2 separate regions of the Ovis aries genome follow, and region 1 is linked to region 2. Evidence: chromatin contacts called from public Hi-C data. All regions are on one chromosome and are shown on one strand. The core of a region is the stretch at or near the end of the contact, and the rest is flanking DNA. Distances in the headings are between cores, read along the strand shown.

Region 1 (3,967 bases), core at 1,401-3,900, 740 kb after region 2:
TCCCAAGAAATGTTTGCCATCACAATGAAAGCTACGGAGGAGGAGGTTGCAGGTATTTCTTTCTTGGTTCCTCCTTTTGAAAAAGGCAATATTTTCAGAGTTAAAGTAAACTGGCTGGCTCCTATGGGGGTGGGGTTGAAACTCTCCAGGCCGCGGGAGGAGGGTCGGGGGTTTCCCTGCGAAAACCTGCCCTCCCCTCCGGTTACAGGCCCTGGCAGCCATTGGCCAAAGACCGGCTGGGGGATCCGCAAGGGCTTCCAACTCTCCGAACCGAGCGGGATTCCTGGCCTTGGCATAAAGGGCTGAGTGGATTCATTCGGGGCGCGATGCATTCCAAGAATGCTTCTGTGGTTGGCAAGGAGTAGGAAAATCAAGGATAACAAATATTCTAAGGAAATCTAATAGGTACCAGGAGCGTAGGACTCAAATAAACAGGTGACTTAAAGTACGAAGTAACTGGATCTCAGTGAGGGTGACCGCACACTGCCCAGGGCTGGGGCATCTCCTTTTTCTCTCCTGGGCTGACACCCGGCCGCCTTTACAGACAAGGGGGCTTGGTGCAGAGGGCGGGCGGAGCCCAAGGCGCGCCTGAATCCAAACAAAACACCTCGCAAGCCTACGTTTAGAAAGCGATACCGAACACCACACTCACGTTTAAAAAAAAAAAAAAAAAGGGCACTGTTTGCAGAGAAGATGACGGCGAAAACATTTCCCGGCTGGAAAATTACTGATCACAAACTAAGGGGGAGTGGGGGTGGGGAGGCCGAGTTATAAGACTGAAATAACGATTGCCGTTTCCTCTTCTCTTCCTGGTGGGCAGGGACGGCTGCTGCGAGCTGCGTGGGCCCTTTTCCAGAACCCGGGTCCCACCGCATAGTTCCACTTTCTGGCACGGGGCCACTTTCCAGCTGAGCCCCTTTCGGTAGGTCTGACTGCTCTAGAGCCTGAGCCAAGGGAACGAGTTGCCGTTTGACCTTTACCTCGCCACTTCACCTCTTTATGACTCAGTTTTCTCATCCATAAAGTGGAGAGTTGCGTGCTTTGCAAAGTGCTTTGAGATTCCCGGTTGAAAGGTGTCCCCGCACCTCACGCCCCTCCCCTCTCTCCCCACTTCACATAGCGAAATCTCTTTCAGTCCCTTCCTCGCTCCTTCAGCTATCAAAACCGTAGCTCTATTTCCCATTCCGGCCTCTTTCCGCCCTTTTCAGAAGGGGAACACCTCTCTCGCTTTCTCAGTCTCCAGGTCCTCGCCACGCACTGGAGGGCACCCACCTCCCTTCTACTCCCAACCCCCGGGCAGACGAGCCCAAGAAGGACCATGCGAGGCCAGGCCAAATGCCCGCACTGGCGCTCGGGGACTACAGCAGGGCTCCTGCGTGCGTATGACGGACCCGAGCTGGATGAGTCACGCGGATAATCGCGCTCTTCTCCAGTGCGCAGACTGCGCGGCAAGCGCGCACCGGAGCGGGGGTGGGGTTGCGCTACCGTCCCCCTCTCCCCTACCGACCCCTCTTGGCCGCGAGCTTCGAACTCAAGGAGCGACCCATGGCGACGCCGACTGTCCCAGTCGCCCGGGGACCGGACCTGCGCCCCGTACCCAAATCCCCGCGCCCGGCCCGCTGCCGGCACCGCCGCCGGCGTCAGCGCGGCTCCTGCCCGCCAGCTGCCGGGCTGGCGTCACAGCCCGCCGGGCCCCGCCTGCGCCCCTCCCTCCTCCCCGCCCCCACGTGCGCTGAGTTTGTTTATTTAGCTGCCATGGCAACGTGCGGGGGGGCTGCTGGAGGGAGGGGAGAAGAAAGGGAGGGGCGGGGCCTGGCGGCGGGCCCCAGCGCGCAGCGGGTAGGAGGCGGGGGGAGGGCGGGAGCGGAGAAGTTATAAGTAAGGAGCGCGCGGCGGCCGCCGGCAGTTCCCCGGCCTCAGAGAGCGAGCGCGGCTGCGGGCGCGCGGGGAGCAGAGGCGGTGGCGGGCGGCGGCGGCACCGGGAGCCGCCAAGTGCCCCTCCCCGCCCCTCCGGCCCCCCACCCACCCACCCACCCGCCCGCGGCCAGCGCCCATGGCCGCGCGCGCCTTGCGCAGCCCCCCGGACTCCGCGCCTCGCGCCGCCGCCCAGTCCGCAGATCCGCGCCACCGCATCCAGTCTCACCTGGCGGCGCCGCCCGCCCGCCACCCCGGCCACAGCCCCAGCGCTCACGGCGATAGCCGCGGCGACCGCGACAGCGGTGGGGGACGCTGCTGAGTCGAAGAGAGCGCAGCCTGGCCACCGGACCTACTTAACTCGCCTTGCTGATTGTCTATTTTTACGAGTTTACAACTTTTCTAAGAACTTTCGTATACAAAGGAACTTTTTTTTTTAAGGCATCTCCCTTTTATATTTAATCCAAAGAAGAAGGATCTCGGGCAATTTGGGGTTTTGGGTTTTGGCTTCGTTTCTAAGTTTTTTTCCTCTTCGTTGGCTTTGGGGTTTGGGTACCCCTTCTGCTTCGGACTCCCGAGGACCTTTTGGGCCCCCACATTAATGAGGTAGGTGCGGCGCGGGGCGCAGGGAGGGGTGAGGGCGGATGGGACGCGCCAGAGCGGCGGTCGAGAGTGGCCCCTGACTTCTGCCTCTGCTCCCCACCCGGTCCGAAGGCAGCCACCTGGCGAGTCTGACATGGCTGTCAGCGACGCGCTGCTCCCGTCCTTCTCCACGTTCGCGTCCGGCCCGGCGGGAAGGGAGAAGACACTGCGTCCAGCAGGTGCCCCGAATAACGTGAGTGTCGGCCTGGGCCTTTGGGGCCTTCCGGTGGGCTTCTGTGGGTGGGATGGGGACGGGCGGAGCCCTGGGGTCACCGAGCACCACTAGACGACGGGCAGGAGTGGCCCCGCACGGGCTCCTCCGCAGGCTACCCGGGATGGCTTCAGCGCCCTTGGCTTAGCTGTACATGCGTGTGGTCCCGAAGCGGTGGAGCCGCCGGGGGCGCACACCGGGTCCGCACACGTCCCGGAGCGCGCGAGCGGCAGGGCGGGCGCGCGGGCCACCGGGCGGGAGGTGTCTCTGTCCCCAGACACTGGCTGGGCCAGAGTGAGCTTGGCGCGTAGGCGTCCCCGTGGCGAGGGCGCACCAAGAGAACCTCGGTGTCCCAATTCTGGGGACGGCGGGAGCGTCCCCGGGATCCGGCGGGGGAGGGACCCAGGCTGGCGAGCCTCGGCGCTCGCTCACACGCAATCGGGCAGACACAACCTAACATCCTCCATATATCCACGCACCGCCTTTCCCCAGACCCGGGTGTGGGCCATGATTGCAGCACTGGCATCCACAGACCCCGGGGCCTTTCCTGCCCATCCGGTCCCCGTGTCTAGGCGGGGTAGGCGCGGCGGGCCCACCACTAACATCGAGTGGCAGTTAGGGACAGCACTGACTGTCTGTCTCGCGTCCTGTCCCCACAGCGCTGGCGGGAGGAGCTCTCCCACATGAAGCGACTTCCCCCGGTGCTTCCCGGCCGCCCCTACGACCTGGCGGCGGCGACCGTGGCCACCGACCTGGAGAGTGGAGGAGTCGGCGCGGCTTGTGGCAGCAGCAACCCGGCTCTCCTGCCCCGGAGGGAGACGGAGGAGTTCAATGATCTCCTGGACCTGGACTTTATCCTCTCCAACTCGCTGTCCCATCAGGAGTCCGTGGCCGCCACGGTGTCGTCCTCGGCATCAGCCTCTTCCTCGTCCTCCCCGTCGAGCAGCGGTCCAGCCAGTGCGCCCTCCACCTGCAGCTTCAGCTATCCAATCCGGGCCGGGGGCGACCCGGGCGTGGCGGCGCCGGGCGGCGCGGGCGGCGGCCTCCTGTATGGCCGGGAGTCTGCACCCCCTCCGACAGCTCCCTTCAACCTGGCGGACATCAACGATGTGAGCCCCTCCGGCGGCTTCGTGGCCGAGCTCCTGCGGCCCGAATTGGACCCAGTGTACATTCCGCCGCAGCAGCCGCAGCCGCCAGGTG
Region 2 (4,298 bases), core at 100-2,599:
ATGCAAAGGAGTCAAGGGGAACTAAAATCCTATCCCATGTTCTTTAGATCTAAAAGGAGTGAATCCTTTTGTAGCTTTTGTCTGGAGGTCTGTGGTTTGCTCTCTTTGGTTACAGATTTCACCAGTCCTCTGTGAATCACGAACTCTCCAAAGAGGTTGAAGGGGATTGGTCATGACCAGGGTATGCTGCTAAACCAGCTCTCTAGAGGATGGGGAAGGGAAGCCCCTATCTGTTGTATTTGCCAATATCGGTGTCGCCATGGCAGATTTCAAGCTATCAGTGATTTTAAAACAACCTAGCAGAGTTCCTGAAAATTTAACAATCAGTTCTGGTGAGCCTGCTCAAGCCTCTATAGCTCTCACAGCAAGCGGGCTGGGGGCGGGGCCGGGGAGACTAGTGGTTGATCCTGTTTAGTTCCTGAGGTCAGACCTCACCTGAGAGGGTGTGTCTGGTTTCAAGTCTGAGATTCTAAGAGGGACACTGACAAATTGAAAAAAAAAAGTTTTTGGGAGGGGGCGTGGCGTTGGGGGGGGGGTCAGGGGCGGGGGGCTTGGTGGTGAGCTAGAAGCAGTCTCATCTAGGAAAAAACTACTGGGAGGGAAGGTATTGCTGGGGTGAGAATCCAGAAGAAGAAAAACACATGGTGTTTGGGTCTTTGTTTCCAAAGCTCTGTGGAGCAGTGACTGACTTGTCCTGGGCATGGGGGGAGGTGTCCAGAGTGGGAAGCTGATTGAAGGGCAGGGCTATGGGCACTGGCGGGAGCAGCTTCACTCCAGAGGAATCAAGACGTGGGGCAACCACTAGGTGGGGCTGTGGCAATGGGGACTCCAGGGCCCTTCCAAGTCCTTGGGGGCCGATCCTGCTGCGGAGCCCTCCTCCTTCTCTTCCCATTTAATCGGTTTCATCCTCTTACTTTTGTTCCTTTTTTCTCTTTTTCTTCTCCCCTGCCTCACTTTCTCAGCTGCCTTTGGCTTATTTACCTGGCTTAGCCCCCTCCTTGGACAATGACCTCTACATCTTTCTAAAGAGAGAAGACCAAGCCCTGGGCTTTCTCCCAACCTCTTACATCCTAGGAAGAAAGTACGAGCTTTCCTCCACCACCCCTACCCGCTTTGCCCCGCGTTTTCCTTTGCTTTCTTTTCTCTCTTTCAACATTCTTAGCTCCACATTTGTGACTGAAGAAGGGCAAATAAACAAATTGAAACTGAAACTGCGCGCTGGCCATAAATTGAGGACATCTGGGAGGCTTGCAAGGAAATTTACATGCTTGTCGGGTTTCAGGTTACATATTTTGTGTTGCTTGGTAACGGCCCCACAGTTTCCTTTCATGCTTTATTCTCCCTATCCCTTGTTTATAGTGTAATTACCACTGTGACATCATAATCCCCCATTGAACAGCTGTCAGGGGGCCCAACTGCTGAGTAAACAGAGCTTTACAATCTCTCCTCCCACAGGCGGGTTTACTAAATAGATCAATATTTGGTTTGTAGGCACAGGGCTTAGGAGGTGGAAGTGTCTTTTGAAAAAGCCCTCTCTCTTCCCAGGGCCTCCAGTGCACCTGAGAATGCTGGAAAGAAAAGCCAGGTTCACGGACAGAAAAAAAAAAAAAAAATCCCCCAAGTTGCTTTCACCTGCATATCCCATGGAGCAGCTCTTCTGTAAGAAGTAAGACCTATTTGAGAATTAGTAATATCTTAGGTTCTTTATTCTAGTGCTTAGAGATTTCCACTTTCTTCCCTCTTTCTTTGCCTCCCCCTTAGCTCCCCTTTTTCTGCCCTCGATCCCATTTGATTTAATCTTTCTAAATGGATATTATAGCCTCAGGGACTAAAAGAATGACACATGAATAAACAGGAACTAAGCTCCTGAAGATTTCCCCCAGACCCCCACCATTCTCTCCACCCTACTCTGGGATTAGAAGCTCCACAAAGAAAAAGCAAAGTCAAACTAGAGAGCCCTGGTTGAGCGTTTGGGCAAGGATGATTTAGATCTTTCCTCTCCTGGGTCAGGAAAGTTTGACTCAAACACACATAGGAGCAAAGGACTTGGAATACTGGCCTGAGTTATAAGGAGATGTGAGTTTTAATCCTGATGCTGAACTTGCTCTGTGACCTTGGACAAGTCCCCTGAGGATGCAACATTGAATTGGGCTGTAAGGATCTCTAAAGCCTTTCCCAAGAGGCAAGGTGGAGTGTTAGGCTTGGCAGGGCTCAAAATCTGGTCCTCACACAAATCAACCGCAAAGCTCGCCAAACCGCAGGAAGCTCCACGGAACTGCATCTGCTTAACTGTAAAGAAGGGGAGAGTTAACCCATCACTGTGAGGATTAAGTGAGCGTGTTTGTGGCACAATTAGCTGAGGGCAGGAGACTTGGTGGGTGTCCTTTTAAAGCTAACATTGTGTAATTCCTGTAAAAGCCAACAAGATGGTAAAGAAAGGCTTGGAGGTAATTAAAAGGGAAGAGAGGGAAATAAAAGAAAAGTAATAACCCACACTTGTGCAGTCCATTCATAGCATGCAAAATCCCTTCACACATGGTCTCAGGTAATCTTTACAAAGTCTTTGAAGAAGGAAAAATCACCCTGTTTATGAATCTCTTGAGAGTGGGCCAGTTGGTGTCCTGGCTTTTCATAAGCATTACCTCTCTTGATCTTCATGAAAATGGCAGATTCTTATTTTCTCTATTTTGTAGATAACTGAGGTTCAGAGAAGTGACATGATCTATTCAAGGTCACCCAGCCGATGAGTGTTGGACCCACTCAGATCCATCTGTTTCTAAACATCTCATCTTTCCCCCTATGGCCATAGAAATGGCCAAATCAACACAGAAAGAGAGCAAAACAATGAGATTCTGAATGTTAATGATCTAAGTGAAGGAAAAGACTATTTACACAATATCCAATGCTTCATTCACAGTCGTCATACACCACCATAGTGCTGGGGTGGTTCACTTCTTCACAGATAATTACAGTTGGTGTCTGAAAAATAAAACACTGTGACTGACTGCTCTCTCTTGGACTCTGGGTGACTTGGTCAATTTTAAAAGGCCTGTACGTTTGTAAGTGTTCCCTGAAGGCTAAAAGTACCCAGAATGGAGGAGAAACTAGGCTGTGGTGATGGTGGGGGAGAGGTCGCCTTCAGACAATCTACAGAAACCTGGTTCCTGATTTTTCTGTGCAAGGAATAACACAGGCGTCCTGTGACTCCTCTAATCTCTCTGGCTGGTGACTTTCTCTTTGGAAGGCTGTATGATTTCAGCTCAGTTTCATATAGATCCGTGTGTAGATCTGTACAGTGATAACATTCCTCTGTGCTAAGTCTGTCCAAGATAACTAACCTGTTTCCAAGATCTAATTTTGTACGTGGGAATCTTGCCTTGCCCTGATTTCCAGACCCATGGGCAGGCCTGGCAGGCTGGGGGAAGCACCATGCCTGACCTGGTGCTCTGAGCAAGGCCTTCTTCCCTCTGCTGTTAGGCAGGACACCTGTCTGCTAGAGAGGGTGCTGGGTTTTTTTGTTGTTGTTTAGCAGGGTCGGTGGTTTTTTTTTTTTTTTAAATGCCCTCTTACACTGTTGGTAGGAATGCAAACTAGTACAGCCACTATGGAGAACAGTATGGAGATTCCTTAAAAAACTGGAAATAGAACTGCCATATAACTCAGCAATCCCACTGCTGGGCATACACACTGAGGAAACCAGTGTGCAAGAGACACGTGTATGCCAATGTTCATCGGAGCACTGTTTATAATAGCCAGGACATGGAAGCAACCTAGATGTCCATCAGCAGACGAATGGATAAGAGGGCTGTGGTACATATACACAATGGAATATTACTCAGCCATTAAAAAGAATACATTTGAATCAGTTCTAATGAGTTGGATGAAACTGCAGCTTATTATACAGAGTGAAGTAAGCCAGAAAGAAAAACACCAATACAGTATATTAACACATATATATGAAATTTAGAAAGATGGTAACGATAACCCTGTATCAGTTCAGTTCAGTTCAGTTGCTCAGTCATGTCTGACTCTTTGCAACCCCATGAATTGCAGCATGCCAGGCCTCCCTGTCCATCACCAGTTCCTGGAGTTCACTCAAACTCACGTCCATCGAGTCAGTGATGCCATCCAGCCATCTCATCCTGGGTCGTCCCTTCTCCTCCTGCCCCCAACCCTCCCAGCATCAGAGTCTTTTCCAATGAGTCAACTCTTCGCATGAGGTGGCCAAAGTACTGGAGTTTCAGCTTGAGCATCAATCCTTCCAAAGAACACGCAGGACTGATCTCCTTTAGAATGGA

The links. Hi-C and Micro-C count contacts between places; a contact is called where the count stands out from the background.
Region 1: a contact with region 2 is called in a Hi-C map of tail adipose tissue, with 2.8 times the contacts expected there. The contact joins the promoter of KLF4 here to the enhancer-like site in region 2. A contact is called at or near these places in 4 of 16 Hi-C or Micro-C datasets (hypothalamus, liver, omental adipose tissue and 1 more).

Annotation. Positions count from the first base shown.
Region 1 is chr2:15,683,489-15,687,455 of ARS-UI_Ramb_v3.0, forward strand. It overlaps KLF4 (KLF transcription factor 4), which reads left to right and starts at 2,651. Exons shown (of 4, transcript NM_001164219.1): 1 at 2,651-2,749; 2 at 3,427-3,967. The coding sequence starts at 2,651.
Region 2 is chr2:14,946,037-14,950,334 of ARS-UI_Ramb_v3.0, forward strand. No RefSeq gene overlaps it. Among named protein-coding and RNA genes, the nearest start is that of ACTL7B, 540 kb to the left of the region's middle. Within about 2 kb of position 1,350, at least 20 of the 54 cell types and tissues checked have an H3K27ac peak or open chromatin away from gene starts, as enhancers often do. A contact at or near this core is called in liver, where this site is marked.